Linked DNA regions of Sus scrofa: region 1 is linked to region 2. A link is a contact called in public HiChIP or PLAC-seq data. All regions are on one chromosome and are shown on one strand. Each heading gives the region's core, a stretch centred on a gene start, on an enhancer-like site or on the middle of the called end of the contact. The rest is flanking DNA. Distances are from core to core; before and after follow the strand shown.

Region 1 (4,883 bases), core at 186-2,685, 100 kb before region 2:
TATTTTATAGAAGAGAAACTTTAGTAGGTGTAAGTTTGGTTTCTAGTATGGTTCTTTTTTTTTTTTTTTGCCTTTTGTCTTTTTAGGGCCACACTCGTGGCATGTTAAGGTTCCCAGGCTGGGGGTCTAATTGGAGCTACAGCTGCTGGCCTACACCACAGTCGCAGCAACACCAGATCTGAGCCTCATCTATGACCTATACCACAGCTCACAGCAATGCTGGATCCTCAACCCACTGAGTGAGGCCAGGGATCGAACCCTCAACCTCATGGTTCCTGGTGGGATTTGTTTCTGCAGAGCCACGATGGGAATTCCTTTAATATGATTCCTTTTTACCATCTAAACAACCATCATTTTATTAAGTACCAATTGACTGATACTGCCCACCTTTGGGTATTAAGTTTCAGATTGATACATCAGGGTGGTTCACAAGAATGTATATTACAAGTCTTTATATCCATGTATTCCATGCCAGAGTTTTCTCTTTCTGGGCCCTGTTAAAAGAAATAACAATTACCCAGGGAGTACTGGGGGAATAAACACCCAAGGGAAACAACACACCCCCTTCCCCGATCTTTTTCTCTTTGGAAGTGAGATCACAGTTGCAGAGTTCTAGGAGCACCTAGGAATTCTGGAATGAGGGGTGATGGAGGTCACATCTTCAACCTTCACCACAGCTCAGGGCAACACTGGATGGATCCTTAAGCCACCAAACAAGGCCAGGGATCTAACCTGCGTCCTCATGGATGCTAGTTGGGTTCGTTAACTGCTGAGCCACGACAGGAACTCCGTATTTTGCTTTTTAATAGTCTTCAGGAAATGAAGTCAGGCTTCTTTTTTAAAAAAGATGTTCTGGTATCTAGATGCCCATTCCTAGTGGAGAACCATACATTTCCTGACTATAAAACTGGATTATAACACTGCCTAGGGAAGGAGGCAGTACAGAGATTACAGAAGAAAGTGTCCCAAAAGGAAAAGAAGCCACAGTGAAACCAAATGTCGTAGAAGAAATCCTCTCAGTATTGTGCAATGGTTCCTTCTCTGTTTAAAATCACCCCCACTCTACCCCACATGAAAGCAATATGACTTGTATGTTGAAGAACCACTGCTTTATGTGTATATTTGTCCTTTGTCAATGAAGGGCCATGGTAGAGATACTACTTTCTGATTGCCATTTTTGAAAAGCTGCGCTGTAGAAAGCACCCCTTTAGTCCCACCCCCACACATTTTGGGGCCATAGAGAAAACGCGAAAGAAAAAGAGACGGCGTGAATCCATAAACACGAGGCAACTCTAATGCCCGGCAGTGAGTTCATTGAGACCTTTTAAAAAGGCATCCCTAGCAAAAACCTTTTTGTTCATAGACTGGCTTCTGATTCCTCTGCTGGGTTCCAGTCCGGGTCTTGGAGCCAGCCATTGAGGGGAATGTCCGGGACTCCGGTCGGTACCTTTTTGGCCTGGGAATTTCCAGGGTGCAGAAAAAAAAGTCCACGAACCTAGTCCTCTCTGCTCCCTTCACGCCTCCTCCCTCCTCCTCTGTGCCCACGCAGCCCCTTTCGAATGAGAGCTCGACCTTATTCTGTATCTTAGAAAACGGGTCCTTAGCTTCCCCCGCCCTTATCCTCTTTAGAGGGGTGAACAGAAAGCGATCCCTATAAAGGGGGACGTGGAGAGGGGCTGGCTTCTCTTGCCACGAGGGCAGACACTGGGTTCTTAGAGAAAAAGGCTGCTTAACTGCTGCTGCTTATCATGTAACCTCAAAAGGAAACTGATCATTTTTCTCATGCTCTCACGTACTTGGGTTATTATCGCTGATTACAGCTGGAAACAGTTGATTTGCCTTTACGTATCTGTATGATTTGACTCTTCAAACACAAAGGTATATTTTTATTATTTGATATTTAGTATGAAAAAGTTTCGTAAATGTTAAGCTTTTTTTCCTTTCTTTTCACGTATTTAGATGCCTTAATTTGGAGTCACTTTTTGATATTTGGGTGATCATTCTTGTTTGGGGGCAAAATATTAGGGGGCAGTTTTGGGGGGAGGGAAAACTCAGGATGTTTTTATAGTTTGGTAATGGCTATGAATCATGTATGTTTGCTGTGAAGGCCCAGGAAAGACTAAGATGCTGGGGACAGGCTGGGTGATGAAAGTATCCTAAATCTAATGTAAAAACTTACATTTAACCAGGAAAGTAGATCTGTGATACTGCTAGGCAGAAATCTCCCAAGAGGTTCGAGTATGTGTTTAGAGATATACTTTCTTAACAAGGGTAGTCATAGAACTATATCTTTATGGAAAAATATATCCAAGTAGATCAAAATGTTGTACAGCATGTAATTCTTGTATATTACGTCTTAAAATTAAAGACAGTATTAAAAGACCATTTTATGAATGAAGGAAGCCTTGAAATTTGATAACTTGGCTGGACCCCTAGATCTATTACAGTCTGGGATTTTGTGTTAATAAAAGGGCCTTTCTAGGTAGAATGGTTGAGACTCTCTCCATGAGGATTAGTGAACTTGCTGTCATGGGGTGTGGGGGTATCTCAGAGGATGACATTTATTATGTAAGTTTTAAGTACTTGGTAATATGTATCCCCACACTTAATATCAGGCATCTAAAGAAACACATTATCTGGCCAGGTGGAATTTTTTTTTTTCCTTTCTTAGTAGGTTGTTTACACAATAAAAGGAGATAACATTTTCCAAGGCCTATTGACTACCCTCAACAATTCCCACTGGAGGAGGGATCAGCCACACAGATCATCTGAACATGCAGCTACCCTTAAAGTCTTTTTGACTTCAGAATACAATGTATGATCCACACCCATTTCTATTATCAGATGATTTTGCTTTGACTAAAGACACAGGTGGGTAGGGTGCAAGTGCTTTAGAGACAGTCTGGGATGAGTTAGCACCAGAAATTGGTGCACAACAAATGTTAAATGTTTGGCACTTTCCTTCCCAGCATGGAGGTGGTGACCATGCTTGGCACAATTGAGTTGTCCAGCTGTAGACTTTGTCCTGAAGGAAGTCTAAAAGCAAAAGAAGCCCTCTCAGAAGGTGAAGAGCTATAGAGAGCACTATACAGACAGAAGATTTTCTGATTTTTTCTGAGACCCGCAATGAGTTGCTCCTGAGAAAACCATTTCCCTTTGGCTTTCAGCTGACTTTCATCTGGTGGCCTCTTGATTTCCCCCACCAGGTTAACAGGAAGATCAGGAGGCTGACCTCACCTTTTGACTTTCTTGGCCTGATGTTGAACTTCTAATGGTGAGAAAGGTGGACATTCCTAATTCCAGATACTACCTGGCCCTTCCCTGATGTAGTCAAAATGGGCAGTGGGATGTTTTCTAAAATGTCTGTGATTCTTGGATCTATTAGTTGATTTCTAAAATTGCCTCAAGGTTACTATGAATTTTACTTTATAGACATTTTATTGTGATGTCTTGTGAACTAAGATTTTTTTTGGTGGTTTAGCATCTTTTGAACCAATTTGAATTTCCACTATTTTCCATGAGAGGAGGACAGATGAAAACATCTAAGAGGGGAATTCAGGTCTCTGCTGACTGGCAGTTTCAGGGTTATGTAATCTTTAACAGACTCAGCGTCATGCCCCCTACAGTTTTGGTGAAGCCCTGTCATTAAAGCTACCATACATGCTTTCTGATTAAAGCACTTCCTGTTCCTTTAATTTGAGACTGTGAGGTAAAACACTTTCCTTCCAAACCTAGCGGGTGAAAATATTTTACTGCTCTTTCAGGGAGTTAATGGTTAGGGCATTAACATTAAACCCTTGTTTTGGGAGATGACAAGCAAGATCTCATTCAGCCCTCATAATGGCATTGGAGGTAGGCATAATTAGCTTTATAGGTGAGGAAGTTGAGGCTCAGAGGAATTAAGCAATTGGCTAATGGTCCCCCAGATAGTAAGTGGCAGAGCTTGGATCTGAATCTGAGGGGGCTTGTCTCCATAGCTGGTGTCCTGGCCACCAGGCCCCTGGGGTATTAGCAGAGGTACAATGGGGAGAGGTCAACATCTTTCCAGGGCTCTGATTTCCTTCGCTCACACCCAGCTACCATATACTCCCTATTGTGCTTTCACTGGTTGTTGGTTTGGTAACTGATAACCACCATAACCCTTCCTATTTTAAGAAGACCATAGGAAGATCTTTCAGACCCCAAAGAGTGAAGCTATGTGGTGAAATTGATGGGGGAGGGTTGGGCTAGTGTTTGGGGAAGGCAGCCTCTTACTTATTGAGCCATTTTGGGACACAACAGCTAGGATCATAAGGAGGATCCTGCTGCTTGTTCACGTTGCTCCACTTAGGATATTTCTTTCCGTGCTCAAAACTAAGGCTTGGAAGAGCACTCTGGTCACACCTCTGGTGATGGGGCCTCTGCTCCTGTTCCTGGGGAGAGGAGCCAAGGACACCTGGCAAACCCATCCACCTGCTCTCCTCCATCCCTGCCATTGCGGGGTGAGTTGTCCACCTGGACTAACTTCTTTTGAGAGTGTGGCCCCCAGGATAGAAATGCGCAAGTTTTGTTTCTGGTGATTTTTTAAAAAAATTGTATGATTTTCTGTAGTTTACATTTCCTATAGGCTCTGTAGAATAGAACGCATGGAGTAATAAATCTACTTGGATAGTTAAAAAATAAAATCCTCTGATGAATTAAGGAAGAATTTTGATATTTGTCTTTTAAGGCAGTGTTCCTTAAACTTTAATATGAAGAAGAGTTACGTGGAGATCTCACTTAACTACAGATTCTGTTTCAGTGGGTCTGGGGTGGAAATGATTCTGCATTTTTAAAAAACTTCCATGTGATGCTGATCTTGCTGGTACAAGGTCCACACTCTGAGTAGAAAAATTATAAGGCTC
Region 2 (4,493 bases), core at 1,081-3,580:
CTTTTCAAGGCCTTTTACACTTGCTGCTCCCTCTGCCTTTAGCATTGTTCCCCCAGATAGCCACATGGCTTGTTTCTTTGCTTTCTTAGGTCTTTGTTCACCTGCCATTTTTTCAGAGGCTTTGTGTGACTACTGGATCTACCCCCCTGCCTGCCCCCCACCTCCCCTGACCCCTTAGCTCTCAGTCTTTCTTGAGTATGTTAGAGATATGCTTACTTACTGTTTACCCTGCTGGAAAGTGAGTTCCTTGAGATCAGGGCCTTGGCTGTTGTGAACACTGATGTAAGCCCAGTGCCTGGAATGGTGTCTGATATGTAGTTGGTGCATAATGAATGTCTGTAGAATGGATGGATGAGTGAATGAATATATAAGAACAACACAAAATAATAGTTTTTGTGGAAGAAATTCAGGCAAATGGGTCTGTAAATGTTTCTCGAGACTATTCCCTCATTAAAGAAGATTTTCCTGATAGGAGCAATTGATTTATCTGAACTGAACTTTGTGGAAATTAAAGGAGGGAGGAAAGGAGAAAAGGGACAGTACAGAGGTGGAGAGAGAAAAATGAAGGGTAATGGTGGGAGTGAGTAGTGATGTGGGTATTTGTTCATTCTCCTCAGACAGCAATTTCAATCAAGCCTGAAATAGTCAATGTATTTGGTAGAAATCCATGGAAAGATTGTATGAATAATTTGAAGGATTTCCCTGACCAACAATAAAGATGTGAGAACAGATTTTCAAGGCACTTGGTGAGTGGGTGATGAAGGATTTATTGATGTGCTCAATATTGGAATCAAAAAATTAATCAAAAGCCCTAGAGAAACATTAGAGAACAGATAAGATCACCTACTGAAGATATTCAACTCTGTGGGGGACTTAAGGTGTTTTTTAGGATAATTTGAAGAGTTTCACTTTATGGGCTGAGCTACCTAGCCCTGGAGGAAGACTCCATTGTGAAGAGAAAAGGAAGGAGCAGGATTTGATCTGAGTGTTCACTAAAAATGGCAAGGCTGATAGAGGAAGATATGTCACCATGGAAGTGGTTCTGTGGATCACCTATCTTTCTAGCTGATAAGTTTTTAGGAAGAGCCTTGATTTTTACTAAAACCAAACTCACAGGTATTGTGAAATCCAGGCACTGCTTTCTAGTTTATTGTCCCCTCTCCATTACCCAGAGTAACGAGGCTGGATATGGGCTGTCTATTTCCTTGTTTGTCATGTAGGTGGTGATTCATTAGGATTTTCCCAGTGAGCACTGCACTGATGAAACTTGTTGTCTTGGTGCATGTCAGTGCTCTTGGAAATCATCACGTGGTTTGCCTGTGCTCTTCAGCCTTGGGCTGGCCTCTGTGAGGGTTTTATAGTTTCTGACTCATGTGTCTGTGCCTTCTTCATGTAACCTTGGTGTGGCAGCCCTGAAATGGGAATGCATGTACACAACTGGGAGGTGGTTAAGGTAGGAGGTTGAGATAATGCACCATCACATATAAGGCTTCATCTGCTCTGGGATACCCAAGAATGCTCTTTGAAAATCATCTAATAGTTGAGGTAAAGGTGAATTTGTTTCTGCATTCCTGATATATACTTTAGTCTCCCTCTCCTTTTGCATGACATGGATTGGCTTTGCTGTGTAAGAGCTAGGCTAATACCATCTTAAGGAGCTTCTTGGTGGATTGGTTCACACTGACCTCTGTTCTACCCTGTGAAATCACTGAGGTTTTTATTTGTTTTTTTCAAGAGAAGGATGGGAAATAGACAAGCAGCTGTGACATCACCCATGGCTTGGGAGGCATCTTCCTCAGGACAGGACTATATTGTTGACCTGGGGCTTGCTCTTTCTGCTCGTCATTGTAAGATGTCCTTTTTTTTTTTCTTTTTTTCATTGAATGACTTTCCAAAGTGAAAAGGCACAGCCTTTTGTTAATGTATAAAATTCTGAAGGGTACCCAATAAAGTGAAAATAGTAATGCAGGTTTAGACAGTGAAGATTGTCTCTGTGGAAAAATTATAATCAAATCTTTGATTTCCTCCCTCCATTCTCTAGGTCTGGAAGGAAAATAGTTTTTCCACTTTATCCCCTCTGTTCCAAATTCATTTTTGGTGTGGAGAGTTGTAGATTTTATCATTGTAACACAGAAATGAACTCTTTTGATAGTCATCACCTGAATCAAAATGGGTGATAAAGAAGTTCAGGTCAAGAAATACATCATGCAGCTTAATGATGGAAAAGACTCAGACAGTTTTTAAAACACTGGGATTGAAATTTTATGGCTTCTGAGGATGACTCACTACTTAGCTGTGTCATGAGTTTCGTTTTGAAATGAAATACACTGTGTGGTTTCATCTGAGGCTTCATGTTGATGCAAAAAGGAAATGAGCCCATATTGGGAAGTTAGTTTGAAATACATATAATTAATGATGAAAAAAGTGTCAAACTGTTGTTTGGCCATCCTCTCCACCTCTGGTCTGGCATTACCAGGCTGTTCCACAACTGTAGGATACCTGTCTGTCTTCTCCACTGAGAACTTGTTAAGGGCACAAATTGGATTAAAGCAAACAGAAGGTAGTCTATGAATGGCTTTTGAGTGAACAAGTGAACAGCTCTAAGGGAGTGAAATCTTTAGCTCAGGTCTTCCTGGGTAATTGTCAATGAGACTCTTTAGTGCATCCACACACTTGACTTTAAGCACAGTCCTATCTACAGAGGGTGTTTTACAAGGTTATTTTCACAACAGCACTCTCATTCCCAAACTTGGATGTTCTCTTGAAACCAATAGGGGAGAAGGTGTGGTGAATGTAGAAAATGTAGTAGAAACAAAGCAGATGTGATGAAAAAATGAATAACATTAATTATTTTAAAGTTGATCTTAATTTGTTTAAATTCACTTCCATATATTTTGAAGAGGTACAATGTTCTAGATTTTCTTCCAAGGATACTAGATTCCTGTGGTGAGGAGGGAAGCAGAAAGTAGAGTTATTAGATAATTAGGGAGGATGTTCAAAGAAATTAGAGAAGAAGGAAAAAAATTGTATATAACAAGATATGCAACTGAACTGCAAGGTGGTAGAATTTAGTCTTTAGATGCGTAAGCTTTTAAGTCAGACCAGGACTGAGGCTGGTTCTACCATTATTAGCTTCGAGAATTTAGAGAGGTTCCTTAATACTCAGTTACTTATTTGCAAAATGGAAATAATAATAACAATGCACTATAAGGCTATTATGAGGGTTAAATGATACATTCATGTACATCACACACCCAATATGGGGGTGCCAGATCAATGAATGTGAGCTCTTAGTGATTAAATGTGAGAATGGAAAGGGCTAGGGAAGTAGCTCTGGTAACTAAGTTTATTTTAAATTTTCTGTTGATAATCCATGTAAGACACAAACTTTTGCTAAGAAATGGTATTTGTTACTTGTAGACCAATCAGAATTACCATGTAATTGACAACATTTGAAAATCAACATTGAGGAGTTCCCATCATGGCACAGCGGAAACGAATCCGACTAGGAACCATGAGGTTGTGGGTTCAGTCTCTGGCTTCACTCAGTGGGTTCAGGATCTGGTGTTGCAGTGAGCTGTGGTGTAGGTCACAGATGCAGCTTGGATTTGGCATTGCTGTGGCTCTGCTGTAGGCTGGTGACTACAGCTCCAATTTGACCCCTAGCTTGGGAACCTCCATATGCCTTGGGTGCAGCTCTAAAATGACAAGACCAAAAAAAAAAAAAAAGAAAATCAACATTGAGATTAGTACATACTTTCCCATATTTTACAGAAGTAAATATCTTGAATGCCTTCTCCAAAGAACACAGAGCACAGAGTTAGTTCATTTCTGACAACCAAAAAGGCTATCTTCATTGTCCAAATTCTGACCATACAGTCCAAGGGAGACACCTGTACTTTTTAGAGAATAACAGTTTAGGTTCTGGAAAAGATGGAATAAATGCTTTAGAGAGGAGCTGAAGAAACTGTTGAAGTCTGGTAACTTTTTAAAACCGAATTTCTATCTGCTGATCTATGTAAACACTTCTCTTTCTTTTATTTATTATTATTATTTTTTGCTTTTTAGGGCTGCACCCGTGGCATATGGAAATTCCCAGGCTAGGGGTCAAGTCGGAGCCACAGCTGCCGGCCCATGCCACAGCCACAGCAACAGCAACGCTGGATCCAAGCCGAGTCTGTGAACTGTACCAGAGCTCATGGCAACACCAAATCCTTAACCCACTGAGCAAGACTAGGGATGGATCCCACAACCTCATGGTTCCTAGTCAGATCCTTTTCCACTGCGCCACAACTGGAATTCATCTCTTTCTTTTAGAATATGAACTCCAAACTTGTGGGGAGCCTCTTTTCTTGTGTCTTATTGAGCTATTTGTCTTAAGTCTTAGTGAGAATGTGATCAGTCCACATGAACTCTCAGTATCTCCTAGAGGAAAACCTCTTTTCACCTTCTCTACTTCATCAGAAGGCAGCTTGTTTCTTTCTCTTTCCAAG

Evidence for each region. HiChIP or PLAC-seq counts read pairs in DNA pulled down with a chosen protein or histone mark.
Region 1: a contact with region 2 is called in an H3K27ac HiChIP or PLAC-seq map of alveolar macrophages. The contact joins two enhancer-like sites. A contact is called at or near these places in 4 of 47 Hi-C or Micro-C datasets (blood, embryonic fibroblasts, heart right ventricle and 1 more) and 1 of 2 datasets of contacts at active chromatin or transcription factors (alveolar macrophages).

Annotation. Positions count from the first base shown.
Region 1 is chr13:157,291,408-157,296,290 of Sscrofa11.1, reverse strand. No RefSeq gene overlaps it. Among named protein-coding and RNA genes, the nearest start is that of NFKBIZ, 21 kb to the right of the region's middle. Within about 2 kb of position 1,435, at least 47 of the 83 cell types and tissues checked have an H3K27ac peak or open chromatin away from gene starts, as enhancers often do. A contact at or near this core is called in alveolar macrophages and retroperitoneal adipose tissue, where this site is marked.
Region 2 is chr13:157,190,623-157,195,115 of Sscrofa11.1, reverse strand. No RefSeq gene overlaps it. Among named protein-coding and RNA genes, the nearest start is that of NFKBIZ, 80 kb to the left of the region's middle. Within about 2 kb of position 2,330, at least 18 of the 83 cell types and tissues checked have an H3K27ac peak or open chromatin away from gene starts, as enhancers often do. A contact at or near this core is called in alveolar macrophages and retroperitoneal adipose tissue, where this site is marked.